Linked DNA regions of Mus musculus: region 1 is linked to region 2. Evidence: chromatin contacts called from public HiChIP or PLAC-seq data. All regions are on one chromosome and are shown on one strand. The core of a region is the stretch at or near the end of the contact, and the rest is flanking DNA. Distances in the headings are between cores, read along the strand shown. Region 1 overlaps Gnb1l (guanine nucleotide binding protein (G protein), beta polypeptide 1-like). Region 2 holds the start of Gnb1l (guanine nucleotide binding protein (G protein), beta polypeptide 1-like).

Evidence for each region. HiChIP or PLAC-seq counts read pairs in DNA pulled down with a chosen protein or histone mark.
Region 1: a CTCF HiChIP or PLAC-seq map of the NIH/3T3 cell line shows a contact between it and region 2, with 21 read pairs. The contact joins the enhancer-like site here to the promoter of Gnb1l in region 2. A contact is called at or near these places in 10 of 39 promoter capture datasets (the 3T3-L1 cell line, the C10 cell line, HPC-7-derived erythroid cells and 6 more), 1 of 15 datasets of contacts at CTCF or cohesin (the NIH/3T3 cell line), 4 of 484 Hi-C or Micro-C datasets (brown adipocytes, embryonic fibroblasts, embryonic stem cells and 1 more), 8 of 115 datasets of contacts at active chromatin or transcription factors (the SCID.adh cell line, embryonic fibroblasts, embryonic limb bud and 3 more) and 2 of 9 other capture datasets (adipose tissue and pancreatic islet).

Annotation. Positions count from the first base shown.
Region 1 is chr16:18,554,084-18,557,635 of GRCm38.p6, reverse strand. All of the region lies in intron 7 of Gnb1l (guanine nucleotide binding protein (G protein), beta polypeptide 1-like), which reads right to left. Among named protein-coding and RNA genes, the nearest start is that of Tbx1, 31 kb to the left of the region's middle. RefSeq lists an enhancer at 1-3,468. Within about 2 kb of position 2,190, at least 42 of the 459 cell types and tissues checked have an H3K27ac peak or open chromatin away from gene starts, as enhancers often do. A contact at or near this core is called in the NIH/3T3 cell line and embryonic fibroblasts, where this site is marked.
Region 2 is chr16:18,496,939-18,500,311 of GRCm38.p6, reverse strand. Gnb1l (guanine nucleotide binding protein (G protein), beta polypeptide 1-like) reads right to left here and starts at 1,599. Exons shown (of 8, transcript NM_001081682.2): 1 at 1,461-1,599; 2 at 1,172-1,266.

The DNA.
Region 1 (3,552 bases), core at 941-3,440, 57 kb before region 2:
CCAGCATCCACATAAAAAGCCCAGTGCAATGGTGCTTGCCTGTAATCCCAGGTGGAAGACAGTCTAGGTGAACGGGTGGCTCCAGGTTCAGTAAGAGAGACTCTCAAAAAGTGAGAGTGGATAGGTTGGAGAGATGGTGCCTGCATTGTCAGGTAGCTCACAACTGCCCATACCTCCAACTCTAGGACATCCAACACCCTCTTCTGGCCTCTGCTCATATACACATACACAGACCTTAAAATAAGATGAATCTTAAACAATAATAGAGTGGAGTGTGACTGATGAAGGTACCAGAGGCCAGCATGTACCTGCACAAACTAACACACACACACACACACACACACACACACACACATACACACACGAACACACATATACAAATAAAAGAAAACCTATGTCAGTCAGAGAGAGGCAATAAACACATATGTCAAAAGCTAGCATGCACTCACAATCCAGTTCTTCCCCAACAGATGCGGAAGAAATGTCAACCAATAAGAACCTGTCACTGCGCAATGGGAAACAGCTTCCCTGCCCAGTTCTATCCAAGGTGACCTGCTTACATATGACAGGTCTGGGTCACAATCAGTGCCACCAGCAGCTCAGTCCTCCAGCTTAATTGCTGCTCTGCCCTCCCCTGCCCTTCCAGCTGCTTCTCCAGTGCTTGGCTCCAATTCATGGACCTGCTGCCACTGTGTTGACTGGCCCTGACCTCTGACCCTCTGCTTGTCTCTTGTGGCCAGGCTACCTGTGTGTCCTGGATATTGTGTCCACCTTCGATGCTCACACCTAGCAGAGCCCCAGTTCTAATGTTAAATGCTTCCCCCATGTGCAGGCACAAGCATCAGAAGGGCTGTAGAGTGCAGCTATGGATGAGCTCGGGCAGTCTCTGGTCCCTGACATGTACCCTCCAACACCCCTCTTACATGGTCTGTCCTCACTGGGCTCCACCCACAGGCTGCACTCAAAGCCTGCTCCGGGGCAGGATGTGGGGCAGATGCTGTGGCGTGGTGCACCTGAGCACATATGTGGGGCCCACCCATGCCTGCAGACAGGACCAGTTGCTCCTCCCAAGACTGGAGTGCTATGGTCCTGCAGAACTGGAGGTGGGGGTGGGGTGAGAACCTGTGCAGCAGACTGGATTGACACTGTTTTATCCTTGTCTCCCTGGGGATGTTGGCTTGGCTGAGGTAGAAAGGGGACTGTTGGGCACAGAGAGTCTCCACTGGAACCCACTCAGAGCCTTGTCTCAGGGACACTTCCTTGCTATCTCCTTGTCCCAGGAACTTATCAACACTGTCAATTCCCAGAGAAAGAGAGTGGCTTTTAACCCTGTACCTGGCTACTAAGCACACCTTGTGCTGGCGAGGTCCACCAGAGCCCTGACTGATCCTCAGAGGCAGAGGTGTGCAGGGATGAGGGCAGCTCTCACATTCACTTCCCCCACCTCCCTACTGGTTCACCATGTGAGAGGGCCAATCTGCCAACTCTGACCAACCATGGCCCTCTGGGATAGGAGTGAGTTCATGTCCAGCACACCTGGAAACAGGTCATGGCATCGAGGTAGAGACGGCCTGGCTGGAGGACTGGGTATTGAGGGAGGTGAGAGACTGCAAGCCTGCTAGGAACTTAAACTGGACAAAGACCAGCGCCCACCCGGGGGCTGTGCTCCTGAGTGTGAGAAAGTGCAGGGACATGGAGGAATGGGCAGGCCCTGTGCCCCTATATCCCTCACACGAATACAAGCATGCAGCATGCTCACAACCCTGCTGCAAACCCTATGTCTGCTTCAGTATGCACAGGCAGTCTTGCTGCACATCAAGATGACTCTGGGGTTTCTTCTGCTGAGCAAACTGGGCTGCTCTGGCCCAGGGTTCACTGGAGTGGGGGAGCCTTGTTATTACTCAGAGACCTAAAATACTATTGGCTGTAAATCAGTCCCTGCTTCAAGGCTACGGGCCCTACTCCATGTGGAGGCAGGAGCAGGGCCTGGGCACCACCTGTACCTGACAATGCCCGCCCGAGGCTCAAACTTGGTGGCTAGCAGCAGTCACCTCAGGGAGGCAGGCTCGAGGTTCCCCAGGCACTTTCCGGTAGGTTGTCTCCCTGACTGAGCTCTGGCCTGGGCTCGGGACCCTCCAGAAGGATCTCTGGCCACCAGTGGCTCTCACAACTCATGACCTCAGGTGGCAGGAATGCTCGGCGCGGCGCCATCTGGTTCTGATTACCCATGCTAGGCTGCGGGCGCCTCAGCCAGGGATCTGCGTCCCAAGTGGCTGGAGATTGATTTGGGCTCCTCGGAGGCTTTAGCAGGAGGATGTGAGGAAGGCACATCTGCACCAAAGTGGGGCTTGGGCCAAGGCAGGCAGGCGGCCATGGTGCCGTGCCATGGCACCAGTGAGGATGCTGTGGACTGAAGGCCACCTCGATGGCCCTCAGGTGTTAAGAATTACCTCAAAGAGCTTGCTTTGCAGGTTACCAGAGGCTTCCTTCTCAGAGACCTGGGCTGTACAGAACCAGGATCCCTGGGCCTCTAGGGCCAACACTGGCCCTGACTCTGGGCGAAATAGGACCCAGCCTTCACCAAACCCGGAGTCATTCTCACCCTCCCAGGCAGGAAGGCAAGCTCAGCAGGGGGCTGGGGCTCCCCACCTCCTTTGATGTGTACAGGCCCTGCCCACCTTACCCCAACTACTTCCAGGCTGCAGTTCCTAGTTCCCCTTCTGCTTTAACTTTTCAAATCATTAGTAGAGTAAAAGTTCATCTCTGGACTAGAACATGCCCATAAATTAAGTCTTAAGTTCCAGCAGCTGTTTCCCAAACATGTTGGGAGATTCCAACTATCTGGGCTGGAAGGGCTGCCTCCTGGGTGCAGCCCCAGGGCCCTGAGTAGGAGCTGCATAGCTCTGCCTTCCAGCTGATGAGAGTCAAGCCACTAAGGAGATGGACGCTGGACCCACGGGGACACTGCTGCTCTCTTCCAGGCTTCAGAGGCAGCGAGTGAAGGGGAGCCCCAAGCTTACCTGTTGGGCTCAGCACCTGTGAGGTGGGGCTCAGGACACACAGACCCGGTGGCTGAGTACTGTGCTTCTCCACATGCTCACATGGTTCTGAGGGTTAGGGACTTCTCTGAAGGTTGGAGGCCCCTCCCTTCACAGCAAGGAACCTGTGGGTCTCTCAGACCCTGAGAGAAGGATGGATGGACTGACATATAGAGCAGTCTTATTCTGAATTCATTATGTGTCCAGCACAACTGGACCCCCAGGAATGGTCTTAGCTTAGAGCTGGGGATCAGAGGAGCCTGCCTTACCAGTGGGCCTACCTCCTTTTCCTACTAGGCACTGCTGGTGGGGAGGCCAGGTTATCTATGCTGTCTCTGCTCCCCAGTGAGGGCACTCCTGGATCTGTCCCTACTTAGTCACTTCATTGTTCCCAGGCCCCCAAGCTATGGTATGTCATCTCTTTTGGGCCTCTCTTATAGTTCTACTCCACATCAGTCTCTTTCTGCTCTAGGACTTCCACTGATCCTCTATCCACTGCCCATAACCAATCCCT
Region 2 (3,373 bases), core at 350-2,849:
GGCAAAGCTACCCAATCCTGAGCACCTGTCCCTCGTCTTCATCCCAGTCAATAGCCAAGCACCCTCACCTCCACAAGTGAAATTCTGATTCCACTTGGAGGCCTCCTCCTGTGACCTCCAGCACACAGGCTGAGCCTGGAAAGTGCCTTCTGTGGTTGGATCTATCTGTATTCCAAGCTATGGTCACCAGAGGCCAGGCAAGGAAGGAGGACAAGGAACCCACCTGGACTCTCACACTCTGCTCCAATCTCTCTAGGGAGGGAAGCCCACCACTTGGAGAGCTCCTCTCAACTCTCTTCATCCCTATACACCTAGCCCAATTCTCCGCAACTCTCTCCTAGGAGCACCAAGTTCTGCACATGCCTTCACACCTGGCTTTCCATGTGTTTACCCCAAATCCAGAGTCAGTTTCTCCAAAAAGGCATAGCAAGGTTCATCTTTCACCAGCACCTCCCAACTGGCTTGTAACACTCAGCTGTCAGCACCCCCAGTACCTACTTCTACCACCCAAGCATTTCAGAACATCTCTGGTAGACCCTTGACTCACACCTGAAAGCCCAGCCCTTGACCTGGGATTCCCACCATAATTATCAGCCAGACCCAGTCTCTCAGTGAGTAATTCCCACAAGCCAGGCCCCACTCCCCAAAGTTAGGCTGCCCACAAACACCATGTTGCATGCCCAGAGCCCATGTGCCACCAAGACCTCTTGCCCCAACTTCGAACCTTAGATTTTATCTGCCTACCTGAGTGCCCCTGACAACCTAGGAAAAGAGCCCCTACCCCTGCGCGAGCAGTCAACTTCTGCTGCTTCCTTACTGAGATAGTCACTAGCTTTTTGAGCTTCATGATCATCCATCCCATGCTGAGGTCTCATGCCCTCAGCATGCCTGTCTGTTGAATTCTCTCGCTTCTCTCCGCCTTCCCTGCCTGGCACTAGGTAATTTCGTTCCTTTTCCCGGGCTGGACAACAATCTAGAAGAAGACGCAGGGCCGCGGCGCACGGTACTCTTCCTCCGAAGTTCTCTGCTCCCGAGACCCAGGAGACCCGGGAACAGAACATGCCCAAAGCCACCATGTGAGTGGAGGACAGACTACCTGCACCGCCCGCCCGCCAGAAACGCCATGCAGGACATTCAGCTCTTAAGCTCCGGGACAACTAAGTCCACCTACCTAGGACTGCGCCAGGAGGGGCCGCCAGGATCAGAGGCTCCGCTGGAGAACACCAGGCAGAGGGGCTTCTTCCGAGGGCAGGATCCCACCGCCACCTGCAAAGGGAAGAGCGAGATCAGGTGAGCGGGGACGGGACTCTTCAAGACAGGGCCCCTACGCCGGCTCCCCACCTCACGCCTCCACACAGACCCCGCCGCGAAGATCCGAGCCTAACGCAACCGGACCCGAGGGTCTTGCTGCCACCTCGTCGGCCACGCCCCCTCGGCGTGCGCGGCCACCCCCGACGTACCGGCTCTGGCGCTCCGCACGCCCCAAGTTAGCCTTCCCGCGGGGCTGCGCGCGCACGTTCGGCCCACCGCGCCTGCGCCGTAAACAGCGAGGCCTCCATCTCGCAGAGGGTCACACCGCGCCAGCGCGCCAGCGCGGAGGCTGATGGGAGCGCGCGCACCGTACTAAGTGGAGAGGCCCGGTGCGCAGGTGCTGGGTGGTCCTGGGTCCCACTGGAGCAGGCAGGGGGCGGTTCTCATGCGTTGTGAGTCCTGGAGGACTACCCAGAGCCGGCTTGGGTCTAAAGGCTAAGGGCGTCATCAGGCCTCCGGTACTGAGTGGCTGCTGAGCCTTCGGGCCTGGGGAGTATTTCTCTCTGAGTGGCAAGTGTCTGTCTTTTTGTGTGTGTTTTGTCCCTCCTCTTCAATGCCTAGCAGCTACAGGCAAGCAAGCTAGCGCGCTACGCAGCACTGTCACTTTAGAGAGGCCAGGAAATGAGCCTGTGTGCCCCTCACATGCATATGCATGGCTTGTCCCTGTAGCTCCTCTGTGTTCTTGTAGTGTCATCCATCCCACAACCAGGACATGTGTTTAGATGGGTCTTGGACCACGAACAGAAGGCTTTGCTGCATCCCATCTGAAAGCAAGCACACACATGACACACCACCTCCCTGTTTTCCCTGCTCTGATGACTCCTTTCATGAAAGATCTCTGAAATGTTATCTGCATTTACACCCAAACGCACTGGCTTTGATCCTTGAAAGGGGAATCAAAGATCACATTGTACCTTCCAAGGGTCTGTGGGCCTTTCAGTAGCTCGGGCCAAAAGCAATAAAAGTGGCACCCAGCCAGGAAACACCTCCTTGAAGTGTGAATGAAACTTAGCTTTTTTTTTTTTTTTTTCAGTTGTATCTTTTCTAATTGACCTGATAATTTAAACTTCCTCCCTTAAGGGAAGGGTTGTTTCTGTGAATTCCAATCACCCTCAGGCCCAAGCAGCTTTAGCCAGTTAATAGTGAACAGCAGGCTTGTGCAAAAGACTACCCAACTGTCGGCCTTTTTCCAAACTGCCTTTTGGGGGTTTTCTTGTTTTTTTTTTTTTTTTTTGGTTTTTCGAGACAGGGTTTCTCTGTGTAGCCTTGGTTGTCCTGGAACTCACTTTTTAGACCAGGCTGCCCTCGAACTCAGAAATCCACCTGCCTCTGCCTCCCAAATGCTGGGATTAAAGGTGTGCGCCACGCCCGGCCACCTTTTGGGTTTTATTTTAGGGCATCACCTCAAATGTCCACGACAAAAGTTAACATAGTAACCATTGTAAAGCATACAGTTCAGTAGTAATATTAATAAATGTATTCTCGAGGCTGTGCAACTATTGCCACCATATCCAAAACTATTTCATCACACTAGAAACTATCCATTAAGCACTGACTCCTCGTCTCCAAACCCTGAGCTCCCACCATTTGCAGTCTGAATTTGACTGTGTACCCCATGTAATTGGTGCTCATGAAATGTCCATTTGTGAATGTATTTAATTTCATATATTTTCAGGGTTCATCCATGCTGTAGTATGTACCTGAATTGCCTTCTTTTTAAGTGCTGACTGAGAGACTGGAGAGAAGGCACTGACGGCTCCTGCGTAGAACCTCAGTCTGTTTGCCAGCACCTACACTGTGGCTCACAAATATCCATAACTCCACTTCCAATGTATGATTTTTTTCTAGTTTCCGGTCACTAAGCACATACAGAGCTCACATATTACATGCATGCAGAAGCACTCATCCATATAAAAATAAACATTGGTTTTTTTTTTTGTTTTGTTTTGTTTTTCGAGACAGGGTTTCTCTGTATAGCCCTGGCTGTCCTGGACCTCACTTTGTAGACCAGGCTGGCCTCGAACTCAGAAATGAGCCTGCCTCTGCCTCCCGAGTGCTGGGA